3 separate regions of the Mus musculus genome follow, and regions 2 and 3 are each linked to region 1. A link is a contact called in public HiChIP or PLAC-seq and promoter capture Hi-C data. All regions are on one chromosome and are shown on one strand. The core of a region is the stretch at or near the end of the contact, and the rest is flanking DNA. Distances in the headings are between cores, read along the strand shown.

Region 1 (2,700 bases), core at 17-2,516:
CAGATACCACAAATCTACAGCGCTAGACGTTCAGATAATACTTCTGTCGGAGCAAAAGGCTGAGGGGATTGACTGACTGAGTGTGGGAAGGGGATGGGGACACCAGGACACAGGAACGCTCTTCACCAACGATTGTCTGGCTGCTGCATGCACAAACATGTACACACACAACATTCTGTTAGAATGTGTGCATCTTACTATCCACATGACACCAATTTAGAAAGAAAGAAAGAAAGAAAGAAAGAAAGAAAGAAAGAAAGAGAGGGGGGAGGGAGGGAGAGAGAGAGAGAGAGAGAGAGACCATCCTTTTTAGCCACTGAGTAATATCACTGACTGGTTGTCTGCTGGTAGCATGGAACAAAGCCATAGGACAGATTCACCCAGGTACTCAATCAGCCCTTGGGCCTGGGTCAATGGGAGTGGCTATCTGCACATCTCATTTTAGCCCTAGATTTAAAAATTAATTACGTTTGTTTGTCTCCTAGGCACCACTCTTTAAAACAGTAACAATGTGGGCCAGAGAGATGGCTCAGTGGTTAAAAACACTGGCTGTTTTCACAGAGGATCTGGGTTGGGTTTCTGGCTCTCAGTTGGCACACAACCATATTAATCTCCAGATCCAGGGGGAATCTGATGCCCTCTTCTGGCCTCCTTGGGTACTGCATGCATGTGTTGCGCATAGCCACATACAGGCAAACATTCATACACGTAAAATAACCATCCCTTCATCGTACACATAAAATTGTACACATAAAACCACCCCTTCATCATACACATAATATAAAAATAATGATAAAAATCATTTTTAAAATTACAGCAATCTTTGTCCCAGCTGCCATGTGGCCCCTTTCCTAGTTTGGGGAAGGGGGCCTTCAGATTCCTTGAGAAATTCTCATTGCCCTGTGACTCTCTTACTTATGGTAGAAGTGGGGCCAGCCAGACCCTGCTGTCGTTAGCATCAGGTTGAATGGAGACGGAACGGAGCTCTGAGAGAGCTAGCTCCAGGAATGATCAATTCTCAGACATCCACTTTCCAGGAAGTGGAAGGCCTCTGGTCTGCCACGGGGCTGTGCTGGCTTGAGGGCCACTCGGGCTAAGCTGGGTATGGAAGATACTGATTACAAAGCCATTTGTAACCCGTGGTTGGGTAATATAACCATCCCTTCCTCAGCGTGCTGGCCACAGTTCTCTGCCAGGCCAGGAGTTATGGGTTTTTTATTGGTGCTACAGGGGTGATATTTGAGCAGCCTTAGCGCTTAGTCATTTCTGGTTATCAGTGAACTGTAATGTTTCAAACTGCCGGGGGGATGGTCAGAGATAAACTTGGGCCAGCTGCAGACTGAGTGGCGCCTGTGACTGGCTTCACGTGTGTTGTGGATACTCTTTCTATACATCTCTTTCCTCTTTCTCCTCCTCCTCCTCTACCCTTTCCTCCCCTCCTCCCCTTCTCCTTCTCCCCCTCCTCCTTCTCTACCACCAGCACCACCAACTCCCCCCTTCTTTTTAATAAGTTGTGGGATGATACATCATTTTTTTTAACCTAGACATATGTATAATGAAAAAAAAAACCCTCAGATGCAAAGGTGAGAGATGGTCCTATTGACAGCTGTTTCCTTCTTTGCTTTTCCTTCTCTCTTGCTTCTCAGTCATTTGGCCTAGAACAAGTGGATTTGGGGGACAGAATTGACCAGAAAAAAAAATTTTTAAGGCAGTCAGTTCAGGGCTGGAACAGGGCATGTCTCTTCAGATTTCTGAGCTCAAGGCCAGCCTGGTCTACAGAGTGAGTTCCAGGACAGCCAAGGATACACAGAGAAACCCTGTCTTGAAGCCCGCCACCCCCCCCCCCAAAAAAAAGAGAACCAAATAGACTTTGTAGCCACATCAGTCTCCTAGGTACATCACAAGGGCTGCAGGTACAGATGTTACATCGTATCCAAACAAGATGATCTCTGAGGTCCTCTAACTGCCCCGGGAAGCACACTGAAACGTCTCCAGGGGAATCTGCAGGGTAGCTCATGTTTGTGTCAGTTTGATCTCTAGCGAAGGGCATCTGGATCCTTCCTCGAGAAAACCGAGAAAACCATGGTGTGGCAGGTGAGGACCCTGAATGTCTTTAACGGCAGCACTTGAGAGGCAGAGGCAGGAGGATCTCTTTGAGTTTGAGTGCATCCTGCTCTACGTAGCATGTCCCAGACTATCAGGGGGTTACACAGTGAGACTCCCAAAGTCTTCCCCTTGACCTGCAGAGGTCTCTTATTTTATTTCAATGGTGTCTCTCACTTATGTACCTAGTAGTGCATTTGGTTGTAAGGGAGTGAGAAAAATTCCACTCTCTACAGTTAAAGGGGAAAGTCTGGCAGCTGCAAAGGGGGGAAGCAGGTCTCCAAGCAGGTCTCTGAACGTAGGGTACTGACAAGATCGTTGGACACTTTAAACCATTCATACCATTCCTGGGGCTTATGGGAACCCCTTAAACAGCACCTTTTCTCTTTGCCTTTACCCAAATAATATCTTAAAATAACCTCTGTTGCACCCCTAGTGCCAGGCTGAGTCTGAGTAGCCATCAAGGCAGACAGGCATCCAGCCATCAGGGATGGTGGTAAGCGGCTGGTTGGTGGGCTCACGTAATCACGAGACTCTCTTACCCCAGCAGTATCAGGCCGTTTCCTGGTGATATTTTTGACTTTTGGGGGATCTGTT
Region 2 (2,850 bases), core at 275-2,774, 530 kb before region 1:
GAGAAGACGTGGAAGTGTTGGAGTGGGAAGGTCAGGTCTGCTCAGGGATAAGTCTGAACTGTGACATTGCAATTCTGGTGAGTATCACAGACAAAGCAGGGCTTCTCAACATGTGGTCCTCGGATCAGCACAAACATCTCCCGCGAGCTTCTACAAAATACGGTCTAAGGCGCCAGCCAGACCTTCTGAATCAGGAAACTGAGACTGAAAAGCTGGGCAGTGGTGACGCACACCTTTAGTCCCAGCACCCGGGAAGCAGAGGCAGCTGAATCTTTGAGTTCAAGGCCAGCCTGGTCTACAGAGCAAGTTCCAGGACAGCCAGAGCTACGTGAAGAAACTCTGTCTCAAAAAGAGAAAGGAAGCAAGGAAGGGAGAGAGAGAGAAAGAAAGAAAAGAAAGTAAAGAAAGAAAGAAGGAAGGAAGGAAGGGAGGGAGAGAGAGAGAGAGAGAGAGAGAGAGAGACAAACTAGGGATTTCACAGACATCCTAGTAGTTTACCCATTCTAAGTACTCAACACCTGGATCTATATTGTCTTTTCAGTCATGAAACTTCATCTCAACTTGAAAATCTGAACTAGATCCCAGTGATATGTCAGTTATGGGGTTAGAGGGAGTGAGGTAGGAGGGCTGAGGGAAGATTCCACCCTGCATGTCCTCAGCCTCTAAACCAGAGGTTCTCAACCTGTGGGTCATGACCCCCCCACCCCCCCACCCCGCCAGACCTTTGGAAGGCACCACAGGAATTTACATTACAGGTCCTAACAATAGCAAAGTTGCAGTTATGAAGTAGCAATAAAAAGAATGTTCCCACAACATGAGGAACCCTATTAAATAGGGTCACCACATTAGGAAGGTTGAGAACCACTGCTGCAGCCATGAGCGGCTTCCGTGCTGTGGCTCTGAACATTGAGGAAATCACAGGCAGAGGCCAGGGATTGCTGGCGATGGCCTCTGTCCCAGCCGTGTGTGTTCTGCAGGAGTGAAGGAACAAGAGAGCTCTCTCTCCCTGCCAGATCTGCTGACTTTGTGACTAGCACACCTGTCTGGCTAGCTTGTAAACTGAATGGCCACTTTCTCCTGACAATGGCCTGCTCAGAGAATGATTTATGGGCAGTCAGTTCTCATTTATAAAAACGACAACACTCCAGCTGATAATATTGATAGATGTGAAATTCGGTATCTGCAGGATAAAAGCCACTGGCCCCGCCGAGACTTTTGGCCGCCTGGCAAAGGCGTGGTGTGCTGACTGCTGCTAGTTCTCTGAGGAGTGTTTAAGGTCCACGGCATTAAACTCAACACTAGGTTCTGGGCAGATCCCAGGAAGAAAGGCTACGGAGGAAATGCTTTGCTCTGTGATTCTCATATAGCAAGGAGCTATGGGGTCAGTCACTTAGGTCACGGAAGACAGACATGTGGGCAGCGAAGCTGTGGCTGAGACGTCCTCAAAGAGCGCTCTCTGTGGTGTGCCGGTAAGTACAGTGAGGAGTTGGCACCACCTTATATCTGCAGGTTTCAAAGTTCTTGGGGTGAGTCAGCCGTTCCTTATACTTCTTATGAGGCACCCTGAAGTACAGGTTAGGCAGTGGCAAGGCAGGTCATGGAGTGACTAACCAAGCTGCTGCCCTTGTGACCCAAGGACAGCTAGAGAAGGAGACAGGGTCTGCAGAGGACTTTCACAGTTTGGTGCCCGACCTGGTGCCGCACCGGATCCCCCAAGCAGGTACGTAAAAGCTCTGATTTCACTTTTGGGTGTGAGGCATAGAATCTGGGAGCCCCCTGATGCTGAGCCACACCCCCTCGCCTCTTAAACTAGCTCCTCTTCAAAAATTTTGGTTTGGTAGGTGTGTGCTAGGGTGGAGATCGGAAGTCTAGTTTAGCCGTGTCCGTGGGTGACTGCGGTGCATGACCACACTTGGCACTTAAGAGTCAATGAATATGGGGTGGAGGAGCTGCGGAGGTACCGACTGCCATCAGAAAGGTGAGGGACCCGACCACCACCAGAAAGGCTATTCTCTTCCTTCCTACTACTCCCTCAGTCAATCAGGGTCTCCACTTAAAGGGGTTATATGCCCTGTTGAGATGTCAGTGTGTCCCAACAATTAAAAATTATTTTTTTATATTGTATTCATTTACTTACTTTGTATATACGGGTGTTTGGCCTGCATGGATATCTGTGAAACACCTGCATGACAAGTGCCCAAGGAGGCCAGGAGCGGGCGTCACATCTCCTGGAATTGGAGTTATAGGAGTGTGAACCACCATGCCTGGGTTGGGAATTGAACCTGGGCTCTTTGGAAGAGCAGCCAGGGCTCCTCGCCACTGAGTCATGTCTCCATCCCCATGATTCTGATCAGGGTTGAAAGAAGCTAATGTTTTCTGAGGGACAGAGAGACATTTTTCTTTAGCCTTGTGGTCACTGGTAAGTTGGCCACACCCCTGTAAGTAATGCCTCATCCATTCCACCCTCCTCCCTCTCCCCTTTCACCCTCCTCCTTCTCTTCCATTTACTTTTGGGCCATTTCCTTCCTCCTGTCAACATTAGCGTTGGCCTTGTGGGAGGGGCATATCATTTTATCTGACCCCTGTGATCGCATCCAGCAAAGACTCTTCCAGACCTCACACGGGGTACATGTCTTGAGTTATGGCAAACTGGTGGCAATAAGAAAAGTCCTTTATTCTGATCTGAAAGGCTGATGGTGGAATGTGGGCCTTAGAAAGCACAGCTGTTTGCCCTGTTTTCCCAACACTGAGTGGAAAGGAAAATCCTTCCTGAAGAACACATGTAAACATTTCCTGAGAAGGCCACGGTTCTGCTTCCTGCAGCTTAGGTTCAACATTCACACAAGGAAA
Region 3 (2,700 bases), core at 61-2,560, 570 kb before region 1:
TGTCTTGCTTCTTTGAGCCGGACAGCAGGGAGGAGGCCCCTTCTTCTGCATATTTGCTTCCTGGGACGCGGCTCCAGAGAGGACCCTTCAAACACGTTGGGTTGGTTCAAAAAGAATTGGCACCCCAGAGACCTCTGCCAACTGCCAGACTCCGAGAGAGTGAACCACCTGCCTTTCAACCCTCCCGGTGAGCACCTCGCGTTGGTACAGCCTCTCCCTGTTCACCCCCACCCCTCATCCTACTCCAGGGCCTACCTGGATGGACGCAATTTTCCTTTCCCTTCTTCCTGTGTTTCTCCTACTCCTACTGCCCCTAGGAGGCCCCGTTTCTCTAATAAGGCCACTAGGATAGAGCCGGGAAGTGAAGGGGCCTAGGGTTTCCAAGGGACTCCATCATCAGAGACATCTTGCATAACTTGCTTGGGGCCCTTGGGGTCCGGGAGTCCAGGTTCCTCTCTGCAGAAAGATCCAGAGAGTTCGGGAGTTCTGAGCCTGGCTAGGCCTCTTCTTTCTCCAGCGTGGGAGTTGGCTCCCAGGGTAAGAAAGGCTCAGGACAAGCGCAAGGAGGGAAGAGTGTTGAATGGAGAACAAGCTGCCAACATGAGTGGACTTACTGGCTTGCATAGACTTTATTCTAAGCCTGCATTATCCTTGCGGGTTTCAGAGGAACTTGTGAGAAAAGGCCCGGGGGAGTTCTTGAAGGCAGTAGCAGCCAAGTCCAGACTAGGGAAAGAGAAAGGGAGAAAGAGCCAGGCTTACCTGCCCACTGGCCTTTCCACGCGTGAGCTTTGGTGGATTTCATCCACGGGAAAGGGAGCTGGACGCGGTTGGGCTCTTCCAGGCCCCCAGGCTCGGTTCCATTCGGGAAAGGTCCGGGAGGTGGATGGGCGAGCCCGAGCTGAGCTGGAAGGTGGTGGTGGAGGTGAGCGCCAGCCGGGTCGTCGGAGGCGAGCGGGGGCACTTCGTATGGGGAGATGTCCGGAGGACTTCCCTGCTCCAGTGATCCCAGCGAGCTTGTAAACTGGGGTGGCGGCGGAGGTGGGGGCTGGCGGCCCATGTACAGGCACGCAGGGGGGTTAGCGCTGAACTCTGGCACCGGGCCCCTCTGGAATGCGCACGGGTCCTTGTAGAGCTGTGTGGCCGCGTAGTACTGCTCCTCACTGTTCATGGTGGCAGCCGGCACTTGGGGGCCAGCAGCCCCGGGTCGGAGCTACAAGCCAGGCCTTAGGCGCTGGGTGGCTCGCGGACTCTCTACGCCACCCCAGATCGCTTTGACAGTTCTCCACTGCTCTCCTGGGGAACCAGAGGCTGGCTGGGGACAAGCCGGCCGCCGTGCCATAGGCTCTGGGGCACCCCACGTGGTTTACCCTGGAGCCATCATTGGCCTGGAGGACTGCCTTAAGAAGGAGGCTTAGGTGCCCGCGAACACCTGCACTTGTTTCAATTTTCTCTCTCAGTCGCCTGATCCCTGCTTGCTGCTGTGGAGCTCTCCAAAACGGGGCGCACAAAAATACCAGAACCTTTACTCTTTACAAAACCGCTCCCAATGAGCTTAAAAAAAAAGTCTACATCTCCTCTTCCCCCTCGCTATGTTTTTTGTTTGTTTTTGGTTTTGTTTTAAGACAGGGGGTGGAGGTCTAATTTTGTAGCCTGGCTGGCCTGCAACTCAAGATGTAGTCCAGGCTGGCTTCAAACTCCTTTTCCTCCCCAGTTCTGGGGTTGCAGGTGTAAGGCACAGCGTCTAACTTTTAATTTTCTTGTATTTTTGTATAATGTATGTAAATATCAGCTCAATAATATGACTTGCAAAACGTTAGGGTGCAACTGTTGAAAAATACAGTTTTTGAGAAATGCTTGCAGAACTCAGCGCTGTAAGCCTGAAGCTGTCGTTTTTTGTTTTATTGCTCAAACTATCCCTTTATTTCGTTTTATTTTTATCTGTATCTGCGTTCCCTATACTTCTAGCCTTCTGACTGTTAGGTCTGGGGGGGGGGGAATCACAGTGGCTTATGTTTTTTCTTAAGTTGAAGTTATTAGATTTAATTTTGGGGATTGGAACTTATTTGATTAACTCAGAACACACTCCCAAATGTGCGGAAGGCACAGAGAAGTGTTGCCTTTGTGGTTGAGCAGTTGGGCAAGGGGTTGGCACCGGGTTTTCAGATCTGTGACCATCCTGGCGTCTTTAGTGGAATTTCTAGTCTCTAGTCGTCCCGTCCCCCCCCCCCCGCACAGAAAACCCATTTTTCATGTTGTTGAAACAGGGCAGGCAGCTGGGCAAGGCTGTGGGGTGCGCAGAAATCGCGATTAAAATGCTGCATATTGAGGATGTCTGTGCCTGGCCTCCATCTGTCAGATACTCTGGATACTGGGGGTGAGGGGGGCGCAGCCTTTAAGTCAGTTACTTTAATGTGGGTGTGCACAGCGCTGGCAAGGATAGACTAACTGCCAGTGATCACCGTGTTTCTTGTCTGGAGTTGATATGACCCAGGCTGCTGACTCATAAGTTGCTTGCTCTGCCTCTGACCTGGTCCTCCAAGGACACTGGAAGATTTTTGGAGAATTTGGACCTCTTTGCGCCTTGCAGAGGGCCTCTGTAAATGAAGGTGTTCGGTAGCAACCAAGAGGAAAGAAATCTGTATAGCCCAACTCCCTCTCCACCAAACTATACACTCAGATATACACTTTTGCAAAGTTTTA

The links. HiChIP or PLAC-seq counts read pairs in DNA pulled down with a chosen protein or histone mark. Capture Hi-C pulls out chosen DNA fragments and counts their contacts.
Region 2: an HNF4G HiChIP or PLAC-seq map of pancreatic cancer cells shows a contact between it and region 1. The contact joins the enhancer-like site here to the promoter of 4930573C15Rik in region 1. A contact is called at or near these places in 2 of 15 datasets of contacts at CTCF or cohesin (embryonic stem cells and large pre-B cells), 75 of 484 Hi-C or Micro-C datasets (the AML12 cell line, B cells, the C10 cell line and 43 more), 5 of 115 datasets of contacts at active chromatin or transcription factors (astrocytes, embryonic basal ganglia, embryonic stem cells and 2 more) and 3 of 9 other capture datasets (embryonic stem cells, embryonic tail and embryonic trunk).
Region 3: a promoter capture Hi-C map of liver shows a contact between it and region 1, with 6 times the contacts expected there. The contact joins the promoter of Pdx1 here to the promoter of 4930573C15Rik in region 1. A contact is called at or near these places in 3 of 39 promoter capture datasets (liver and neural stem cells), 1 of 484 Hi-C or Micro-C datasets (bone marrow-derived macrophages), 7 of 115 datasets of contacts at active chromatin or transcription factors (acute myeloid leukemia, embryonic basal ganglia, embryonic hindbrain and 3 more) and 2 of 9 other capture datasets (adipose tissue and liver).

What each region holds. Positions count from the first base shown.
Region 1 is chr5:146,702,403-146,705,102 of GRCm38.p6, reverse strand. 4930573C15Rik (a long non-coding RNA gene) reads right to left here and starts at 1,266. Exons shown (of 2, transcript XR_868703.2): 1 at 916-1,266.
Region 2 is chr5:147,234,280-147,237,129 of GRCm38.p6, reverse strand. The region is part of intron 3 of Plut (PDX1 associated lncRNA, upregulator of transcription); the gene reads left to right. It overlaps Gm38750 (a long non-coding RNA gene), which reads left to right. Exons shown (of 3, transcript XR_868709.1): 3 at 1-252. Among named protein-coding and RNA genes, the nearest start is that of Gm38750, 2.9 kb to the left of the region's middle. Within about 2 kb of position 1,524, at least 20 of the 459 cell types and tissues checked have an H3K27ac peak or open chromatin away from gene starts, as enhancers often do. A contact at or near this core is called in intestinal villus epithelium and pancreatic cancer cells, where this site is marked.
Region 3 is chr5:147,268,707-147,271,406 of GRCm38.p6, reverse strand. It overlaps Pdx1 (pancreatic and duodenal homeobox 1), which reads right to left and starts at 1,310. Exons shown (of 2, transcript NM_008814.4): 1 at 760-1,310. The coding sequence starts at 1,168. Plut (PDX1 associated lncRNA, upregulator of transcription) reads left to right here. Exons shown (of 6, transcript NR_038157.1): 1 at 1-187.